3 separate regions of the Sus scrofa genome follow, and all the other regions are linked to region 3. Evidence: chromatin contacts called from public HiChIP or PLAC-seq data. All regions are on one chromosome and are shown on one strand. The core of a region is the stretch at or near the end of the contact, and the rest is flanking DNA. Distances in the headings are between cores, read along the strand shown. Region 1 overlaps ELL (RNA polymerase II elongation factor ELL). Region 2 holds the start of ELL (RNA polymerase II elongation factor ELL). Region 3 overlaps ELL (RNA polymerase II elongation factor ELL).

The links. HiChIP or PLAC-seq counts read pairs in DNA pulled down with a chosen protein or histone mark.
Region 1: an H3K27ac HiChIP or PLAC-seq map of skeletal muscle shows a contact between it and region 3. The contact joins two enhancer-like sites. A contact is called at or near these places in 15 of 47 Hi-C or Micro-C datasets (alveolar macrophages, blood, brain and 9 more) and 2 of 2 datasets of contacts at active chromatin or transcription factors (alveolar macrophages and skeletal muscle).
Region 2: an H3K27ac HiChIP or PLAC-seq map of skeletal muscle shows a contact between it and region 3. The contact joins the promoter of ELL here to the enhancer-like site in region 3. A contact is called at or near these places in 1 of 5 promoter capture datasets (liver), 17 of 47 Hi-C or Micro-C datasets (alveolar macrophages, blood, brain and 9 more) and 2 of 2 datasets of contacts at active chromatin or transcription factors (alveolar macrophages and skeletal muscle).

Annotation. Positions count from the first base shown.
Region 1 is chr2:59,293,457-59,296,375 of Sscrofa11.1, forward strand. The region is part of intron 1 of ELL (RNA polymerase II elongation factor ELL); the gene reads left to right. Among named protein-coding and RNA genes, the nearest start is that of ELL, 18 kb to the left of the region's middle. Within about 2 kb of position 1,320, at least 39 of the 83 cell types and tissues checked have an H3K27ac peak or open chromatin away from gene starts, as enhancers often do. A contact at or near this core is called in fetal liver, omental adipose tissue and skeletal muscle, where this site is marked.
Region 2 is chr2:59,275,851-59,279,144 of Sscrofa11.1, forward strand. It overlaps ELL (RNA polymerase II elongation factor ELL), which reads left to right and starts at 1,314. Exons shown (of 13, transcript XM_021083507.1): 1 at 1,314-1,492. The coding sequence starts at 1,358.
Region 3 is chr2:59,333,330-59,336,605 of Sscrofa11.1, forward strand. It overlaps ELL (RNA polymerase II elongation factor ELL), which reads left to right. Exons shown (of 13, transcript XM_021083507.1): 4 at 3,191-3,276. Among named protein-coding and RNA genes, the nearest start is that of ISYNA1, 29 kb to the right of the region's middle. Within about 2 kb of position 1,817, at least 13 of the 83 cell types and tissues checked have an H3K27ac peak or open chromatin away from gene starts, as enhancers often do. A contact at or near this core is called in fetal liver, omental adipose tissue and skeletal muscle, where this site is marked.

The DNA of each region.
Region 1 (2,919 bases), core at 70-2,569, 40 kb before region 3:
GGAGCTACAGCTGCTGGCCTACGCCACAGCCACAGCAACACCAGATCCAAGCCATGTCTGCGACCTACACCACAGCTCACAGCAATGCCGGATCCTTAACCTACTGAGTGGGGCCAGGGATTGAACCCATATCCTCAAGGATACTAGTTGGATTCATTTCCGCTGTGCCATGACAGGAACACCCTCCCTTTTTAAAAACAGTGACTTTTTGGGGAAATTCAGATTCCTGCTGTGGATCACGTGGTTCTCCCCACATCTGGAGGGAGTGATTTAAGTGTCCCGGTACAACATTTCCCGCAAGGGAACACCCACTGAATCAAGTCAGTACAGCTGGGTTCACAGGGGCTAGAGCAGGGGCAAGCTCATCTTGGCCTTGCCCTTGATGATGGGTCCCTCCTTACCATGTTCTCAAGGTCCTGACAGTGAGCCTGTGCTGTGTCCCCCTTCCAGATGCTTCCTTTACTTGTGGGATTAGTGGTAGAGCTCATGAGCCCTCTTTCTGCCCCTGAAGAAGGTAACATCTCTTGTGCCCATTGTAGCTGCCAGCCCCCCAAACTAAGGCCTTGGCAGTTTGCCACCATGTTGAGTGAACAGAATGGATCGGATGAGGCTGCTGATGAAGTGCACTGTTAGGGCCTCTTCCCTTTTTCGGTGTCAACCTTGGAGTATAAAATGAGCCTGTAAACCATGGCCTACAGGCCAAATCTGGCCCCCACCTGTGTTTGTAAGTAGAGCTTTATTGGGACACAGTGGTGTTGTCTATGGCTCCTTTTGCACTCTGAAGGTGGCAGACTGTTTGCAACAGGGACTGGCCCTCAAAAGACTGAGACAGTGACTCTTGTCCTTTTCAGAGAAGCTTGTGGTTGAGTGTCGAGATGGGTGCGTTAGCAGGCTGTGCTCTCCTGGGGCAGAGCTTAGGCCTCGGACCTGTTTCCTGTGCTGTTGTGTGCAGCAGACCTCTTGCCATTATATCTCAGGGTTAGACCGAGACCTGGCAGGGTCTTTTGGGTCTGGCCCCTTCATGTCATAGTTGGGATGGTCCATAGTCAGGTCAGCACAGATTAAATCAAGCCTAAAACCTGAGGGTGTCCACTTTGGAGCTGCCTGCCCTCCCAATTTCATGCAGACTGAATGCTTCCCACCCCTCATGCATCCCTGGTTTTCCCAGGAGCAGCTTTTCTCAGGCAGTATCAAGCCTGGCACAGCTTCCAGTGGGCCTGGTCTTTTTATGTGTGACCTTCTGGTGAACTCTGGAAACAGAGTTGCACAGCCTGAGTGGGAAGGGCCGTGTGCATGTCCCTGTTGGAGCTGGGAGGGTGAGCTTCTGCCTGTGATTCCAGTCAGGCTCTGGCTGAAGTTCCCCTGGTCCCTTGGCCTCAGTCCCAGGGTGTAACAGCAGGGCCAGTTTCATCTTCTGAGGCAGGGCTGTGCCCCTTAAGGGTTCAGTTCATATAGTGTTTTTGAATGTATGTTTCATGGTCTGGTAGCAGTCAGATGACGGTGGTTTCAGATGGCTCCCTTGTTTGGAGACAGTGGGCAGCAAGAGTCTCCCGCTCCCCAGGAGTGAGCTCTCCACAGGCGGGGCTGGGGGCTGGTGCTTGGTGAACTCTTGGAGCTTTGCGTTCTCAGCTCTGGCCCAGTGCCACCTGTAGTTAGATTCTGACATGTGCCGTCTGTAGATGATTTGGAGTTACACACTGGAGAAGGGCTTCTTGGGCAGGCCTCTGCTAAGGGGCTATGGTTTTTGGGTTCTGTTAGCAGAAATGGCATGATTTTGCTGTTCTTATCATTTGGTGGTGTTTCTCCTTTTTTAGAATTGGGTGGGACTGTTGAGCTGTGGCAGGCTGGGCAGGGGGGACGGTGCAAGGGGAGGCCTAAGGGAAGGGTGAGGTCCAGAGCAGGGGATCGTACTGGGGACGTCCCAGGGCAGAGAGACTTCGGGGAGATGTCTGAGGCAGGGGCAGGCCACAGCTAGAAGAATGTGTTCCTTCCTCCCCTGGTTGTACTATTTTTGGTATTGGATGCTCACAGATGTCTGCTCGTTCCAGTGAAATACGCTAAGTTCACAGTGGATCTGGCAAGTGGGACGAGGACAGACAGCCCTGGTTTTCTGTGTCCAGCTTGTCTCCAGCCTGCTGTGGGGAGGGCACAGGCCCATGCCTGCTCCCTTACCCATGCACAGGGTCCTTTTAGTCGAGGGCCTTGTGTGTGGAGCCAACATGACCCGGTGAACTGTGCCAGCTCCTCCCCACTGGAAGTGGAACTTTGTTAAGAAGGATTCTGAAGTGGTGTCTGGCCTAGAGTGAAGGATTAATGGTACGTGGCCCCTGGCCCTCCCTGCTTTTAGCTCTGGCATCTTTGTGAGGAGGGTTATTGAGCAGATGAGGTTAATGATCTCCCAGGTGAGCCTGGGCTCTGAGATTGCAGCCAGTGAATGGAGTTTGCCGGTGGCTGGGTGTGTAGGGTGAGGCTAACCGTCTGTCTGTCAGTGGAGGTTGGACTGATGCCGTGCTGCAAAGACACAAGGTTTTGGATCCCTTTTTCCCCAGGGGTTGAAGGTGATTCACCAGGGTCTGTGCCCCAGAGCCATGGCTCTGATTGCACTTTGTCCTGAGATCTTCACATAGCTCCTGCCACCTGCCTCTCCTCTTCCTGCTTTTGTCTCTCATGTGTGAATTCACCAAGGCTTGGAGGCTTTCGTGTGACAGGAATTGCCAAGTGTGTGATCTACTCAGCACGGATCAGCCTCAGTGAGTGGTTGGTCTGAGTGGAAGTGGCACCTGCTTGCATGCCCTCTTCTTGGGGCTCCTGGTGCTCAGCCATTCAAGAGAGAGCACACAGTGGGTGTCCCTCTGCTGCTGCTAAGCTCAGGGTGGGCAAACTTGGAGGTGGTTGAAGCAGGTCATTGGAGGACGCAGG
Region 2 (3,294 bases), core at 64-2,563, 58 kb before region 3:
AGATGGCAGTGCCGGCCTGGTAGTGATAGGCAGAGCTAACAAGATCATCTGGGTAGAAACACATAGAAAGTCCCTGAATTCACCTTCCTCCCTTGCCTCACTTCATCCTATGACCACTGTCTGTAATTAGATTAAAATGAGAAGGAGTCCCTGCTATTGTGCAACAGGATCTGCGGTGTCTCTGCAGTGCCAGGATGCAGGTTTGAGCCCTGGCCTGGCACAGTAGGTAAAAGATCTGGAGTTGCTGCAGCTGAGGCTTAGGTCTGGATTGAGGCTTGGATCTGATCCCTGGCCCAGGGAACTCTATATGCCACGGGGCAGCCAAAAAAGGAAAAAAGAGAAATGTCCATAGATACAGAAAGTAGGTTAGTGGTTACTAGGGCCTGGGAAGGGGGAATGAGGAGTGACTACTTTGTGGGTGTGGGTTTTTCCTTTAGGGGTGATGAAAACGTTCTGGAACTAGATGGTGGTAGTGGCTGCACAGCATTGTGGATGTATTAAATGCCACAGAATTGTACACATTAACTAACTTCATGATAGGTGAAATTTTTTTTTTTAATGGGTGAGCAGGACAATCACCATCTCTCAGGGCTCTGGGGGGTGTAGGATTTTATTCTAAGTCTACCCTTAGCACAACACTGTAAATTAACTATATTTTAATTTAAAAAGAAATCTACTGTTACCATGAGCAAAGTTAATCTGACCCCCAATCATCCAACAGCCCCAGGCCCACCTTAGGGGAACCCTATTAGCCCAACCCAGCGTCCAACGCGCGCTCAGTTTACATAGCCACGCCCATCCAGCAGCGGATCCCTCCCCCCACGTGCTTTGCGCGGGCCCCGCCCCCTCCCACGCCCTCAATGCGGCTCCTCGCTGAAGCCAAAGACGGAAGACTTGGAGAGACCTCATAAATAATACATCACGTCATTGGCTGGTGGGGCGGTGCTTCGACTTGCCTGGCTGAGTCAAGATCATGAATAATACACACTGAGGCGGGGCTTGAAGGAGCGCGCGTGTCGAGGCGGAGTCCGGGCGCGGAAGTGGACACCTCTAGGGTCTTGAGAGGTTAGGGATGGGGGGAGTCCATCCACGCCTTACGAAAATGCAGGAAGTCGGGGCGGTAACTATGGGATTCCCTGGGCCCACATGATGCGTGGCCAGCCGCATCTCATGAATAGTGCAGCACGTCAGCGGGCGGTACCGCGGCGTCTGTGGTTCTAGGGGGGTTCCGGCGAGGGCGTGGCCAGCCGCGTCTTATGAATAATGCAGCACGTCAGCGGGCAGCAGGGTGGGGCGTGGCCGGCGCACCGCCCGCACTGGAGCCGGGAAGGGGGGGCGGGGGAGCGATGGTCGCAAGATGGCGGCGCTGAAGGAGGCTCGGAGCTACGGGCTGTCGTGCGGGCGAGTGAGCGACGGTAGCAAGGTGTCCGTGTTCCACGTGAAGCTCACCGACAGTGCTCTGAGGGCCTTCGAGAATTACCGCGTCTGCCAGGTGAGCGGTGCAGGCGGTGCGGCCGTCGGGGACATCGGGACGCAGGTCGGCCTCGCGCTCCTCTCGCCACGGCGTCCTAGCCTGGGGGCGCGGGGTCCGGCTTCTTAGGTGCTGCTTGTGAGTTCCTGGGCCAGCGGGGCGCGGGGTAGGCGCCTGTCCGGCTCGGAGCGCAGGGAACCTCGGCGCCGGGAGGAGAACCTGGCGGGTGGCCCGGGGCGGCCATGGGGCCCGAACTCTCGCTCCTGGTCTGGGGATAGGGGGTCTGTCCGGCGCCTTTCTCGGCCCATCCGGCACCTGAGCAGGAACTGGTCTTTTCACCTGTTCAGGGGAAGGGGTGGAGGCCCCGCTGTCCGAGCTCGGAGGTGGGGGTTTGGGGCTTCTTTGGCTCCTTTGCGGGATGGCCGGTAGGGATGACTGCCTGCACTCCCGAGGAGCAGCTTTTCCGTCTTGGTCACTGGTAGGGTGGGTCAGTGGGGCACCGCTGTCGGAGCACCTGTGGGGTTTTGTTCCGTTTGTATGGGGAGGTTGTGTCTGCACTTGGGGGCTGTCTTTGATGCTTTCCAATGAGGCCCCTGGAGTTGGGTTCACTTTTCGTTCCTGGGAAAGGAAATTTGGGCAAAACCTGTCAACTCGCCTCCAACTCCCCAGGTGACCAGGTCTCACTGGACACCTTTAGAGAGTAGGAGTGTTTTGAGAAGAAGAGGCTGTGATTGTGGAGGGGGGGATTGCTGGTATGGTGCCTTTAGAAGATTGGGAGCCTGTGGTGGGCACCTGGGAGGGAGCTCTGGCCACCGCACCTGGCTCCTGACTCACAAACTTCTCAGGGGCTGATTTGGGTCCATCTGGCTAAGTTCAAGGCGTTTCAGTTCTGCCACCTGGCGGGGGGTGGGGGGGGTTGGGGAGAGGCTTCTGTGTACCTTCTTTCAGGCCTGACTGTAGGGTACATCTGGGGCCCTGGTCAGAAACTGCTTCTTCCCATTTCTGTTTGTGTCATGGCGCCCTCCTCCTGTGTTGGGACAGAAGTTGCAGGTGCCCAGTGGTCAGGTCCTGAGGGGAAGTGGTTTGGGAGCCCTTTTACCTCCTCACTGGGAAAGTAGGGGCTTCATCGTGGCTAGGGGGAGCAAGGGGTCTGGTGTCAGGTTCAGGAAGGCCCCGCCCTCTGAGAGAAAGAGAAAGAAGAGAGAGAGAGAGAGAGTGAGAGGAGAGAGAGAGAGAGAGAGAGAGAGAGAGAGAGTGTGTGTGTGTGTGTGTGTGTGTGGTGTGTGTGTGTGTGTGTGTGTGTTGTGTGTACTGGGGCTGGGGGGGGGCTCAGGGCGGGTGAGGAGAGAGACTAACTAGGAAGGAATGTGGCTTTCTTCCTGCCCTGGACTTGTTCGGCACCATTAGCTAAGCCGGGAATTTTTTCCCCTGTCTTGTTACCCGTGCCCACCCTTCCCTGGCTTCTTTCCACTTTTGGGGGCAATTTCCTTCCTGTTCTTGCGTCTCAGTTTTCTCTTCATAGAACAGGGACTTCATCTTTGTTGGAAGAGCAAATTCTCACCTTGTCAAAAGTGATTCCCCAAGGTGAGCCTGGGGTGCCACTGCAGGTGAGGAGGAGGGGGCATGGTGGCCAGCTTGAGCCTTCCTTGTGGAATTCCAGCCCGGTGACTTTTTCCCTGGGCAATTCCAACTTGTTCTGCAGGAAGGCGGGCTTTCCTAGAAACAGCTGGGGGAGAGCTGGTGAGTCATGTAAATAAGGTGAACTTGGTACCTGGTCACTGAGGGTTAGGAGCCCCGCCTTCCCTGCCATGCTGCCCTCCCTT
Region 3 (3,276 bases), core at 567-3,066:
CAAGGTATGGTGGCACTTGTCAAAGTCCTTTTGACCAGTGTCTGTGTGTGATCTAGGAGCTGGCTCTGCAGAAGTCATTAGAGATGGGCACAAGATTGAGCCCCAGGGGTGCTTGTTGCTGTGTTGTGGGGTCTGTTTGGAAAGCCTGGGAAGTGGTGGGTGGCCGGGCTTGTATACTCCTGCTGAGTGTCCCCAGTTCGCCAGAGTGGAGCGGCTCTTGGAGAGGAAGTAGATGCTCAGAAAGCACCCTGGGTTTGGGGTTGAGAAAGCGAGGGCCTCCCAGTGGGAGGAAGAGGCTGTTCTGCTCTTGGAAATCCTGTTCAGCCATGCGGTAGTAACTCTTTACCCAAAATATATTCTATTCTGAGGGTTCCCTGGGAAGTAAAAATAATGAAGAAAACAAATGTTCCCTGAAAACCCCTCAGGCCAGAGAGAGTCTGGCTAGTCGTTGTTTGGCTCCTGTGTGTTCCTGTTCTGTCTTGTTTTTACCTGAATGGAATACCAAGTGCTGCCTCCACCTTTTAGCCCCTGCCCCACCCCCACTCGGGCCTGGATTTGTCTCATCTAAGCTCCCACCTGCACTGTGGACAAAAGCCCCACAGATCAGGACTGCGGGCCTGACTTGTGTCAGATTTCACAGAGGGTTGATGGAAGGGCTCTGGCAGGGACTTGACGCACCCACAGCGGAACCAACACCCTGTCTCAAGCCCCAGACCTCAGAAGCGGATGTCGGAGGCCCCTCAGGTGCCCAGGACCATCCAAGACAGGACAAGCCTGTTTGCTTGCATCTGTGCACATAGACACCCAAGTCAGTTTGTGGAAGCTCCCTCTGCCTCCTATAACCAGGAGTAGGGGCATGCGTGCTTGCATGTGTGTGTGTGTGTATACTTATATGTTTTCCTGTTGAAGGTGAGTCATAGCAGGCAGTTCAGGTTTGATTTTTTTGGGGGGGGAGGCTGTTCCCACGACATTGGGAAATTCCTGGGCCAGGAAATAAACCTATGCCACAGCATGACCCAAGCCACTGCAGTGACAACACTGAATCCTTAACATGCTGTGCTGCAAGAGAACTCCTGGGTTTGATTTTTAGACAATGTGAGCTTCTCCATCTCTCTCTCTTTTTTTTTTTTTTTTTTTTTTTTTGGTCCGTGCATCTGCGACATGCAGAAGCTCTCGGGCCTGGAATCGAACCCAAGCCACAGCTCTGACAATGCCAAATCCTTAACTGCCAGACCACCAGGGAATGCCCTTTTTTTGATCCTAATAAAGAAATGTGTTTATGTTGAGATTAGGGTCTGTGTGGCTGGCCAGGGCCCTGGCATTGCTGCTCTGTGGGTCTCCACCACAAGCTTTGGCCTTGCCTACCACTGGGTGTGTCCTGGGTGAGCCCCTCCTCCTGAAATATACCAGAGGGTCAGAGTGGGTGGGCCTGGGCCAATGGGGCAGCCTTTCATCTGGGCAGCACTCATCCTGCTTCAAGGAGGTGGGGACAGGGATGACCATCAGCCCAAAGTCATCTGCAGTCCCAGGATGGCTGGTACAGACTGTCCATCTCCCCTAAGCTGGGCTCTTTCTGCCCTGAGCCACTCTGTGCCTCCTTGGCTCTCCCTGTGAATGTTGGGGATCTCTCCTTGAAGCAGGGACTGGCTGAGCATTGAGGTGGTCACACAGCATTTTGAGCCAGCCGTGAGGGCTAGGGCGGGGGAGCTGGACCCCTCTTTGTGGCCTAAACTGCTGCATCCTTGGTCTGACAGACAAGGCTCAGACAGGCTGAGCTGCCTGCATTCACATGTGACAGTTGGGCTCAGGGCAGGGGGGATTCGGCCCTGAGCCACATTCTGTCCAGTGCTGATGGAGTTCTCATGCTTTAGTGTTCCTCACGTTACCAAAGAGATGTGCTTGGTGGGCTGAGGTAATGCAACAGCGTGGGCGCAAGGCCTGGATGAGGCCTGCATGAGACCTGCTGCCCCCTGACCTTCAGTACTGCCCCTCCTGGTTGACCACTTGTGGCTCTGCCTTTTGTGTCTATTTAGCTGTGACAAGCTCCTGTGCTCACGCCCAGGGATTACTTTATGGCACGCCCGTCACCTCTGGTGACAAGGTTCTGGATGCAGGGGCTGGCAGCTGGAATGTGAGGTTTTCCTGTCTGTGTTTTTCAGCTGCCACTGGCCTTCACCCAGTGTTGGCAGAGGGCCAGAGGGTCAGCCTGGAATAAAACAGCCTGAGTGTCCTCCCTGTGCTGATCCCTGTACCTTGGCCAGGACTAGTGCTGTCTGTCTGCAGGCCAGGCCATCTGTTCTCCCTGGGTCCTGTGGCTTTGCCTAGCTAGGCTCCAGCGGTTATATAAACCATGGCACATGCATCCCATGTCACAGTTTACTGGGGGCAAGTGCTGCCCATCTCTGAGCTCCTCAGGGCCCAATGCCTGCCTAATTCACAGACACCCAAGACACTGGCCTGCAGGAGTTGGAGAGAGTGTGGCCAAGCGGGAGTGCCAGAGCAGCTGGACCTCTCAGCATGCCCTGCCCACGATTGATGCCTACTCATCTCATCTTCACCATTGTCCTGGGCCAGATATGCTTTATTTGGTGGGGAAACTGAGTCACAGCCCAGATCGAGGTGGGGTCCCTGCCTCTGGGTATGTCCTGAGTGCTTTGTGTTCCTTAGACTGTGATGCTATTGCTGCTTAGAAACCAGACATACAGAGTTCCCTTCGTGGCTTAGTGGAAACAAATCTGACTAGTATCCATGAGGACGTAGGTTTGATCCCTGGCCTCATTCAGTGGGTTAAGGATCCGGCGTTGCTGTGAGCTGTGGTGTAGGTCGCAGATGCGGCTCGGATTTGGTTGCTGTGGCTGTGGTGTAGGCTGGCAGTAGCAGCTCTGATTCCACCCCTAGCCTGGGAACCTCTATATGCCACAGGTGTGGCCCTGAAAAGACAAAAAAAAAAAAGCTAGACACAGGCCCACCACTCCCTTCCCCCAGCCACTGCATGGGAACCCAGGACCTGTCCTGTGGTGTGAACAGGTCCCAGGTCCCAGGAAAACAGAGGTGTGTTTCAAAGGAACACACCAGCACATCATCACTGTAAGGGGCATGCTGCAAGGATGAGCAGCTGGAGTCCTGTGCTGGCCCACAGGTCCCATCTGTGCTGTGGACCTATTGGTGATGTGTCCCCCTCTCCATGCAGCACATCTCCATCCCCCAGCCTGACTGCCCCACGGAGGCACGGACATTCTCCTTCTACCTCTCCAACATTGGCCGTGACAGCCCCCA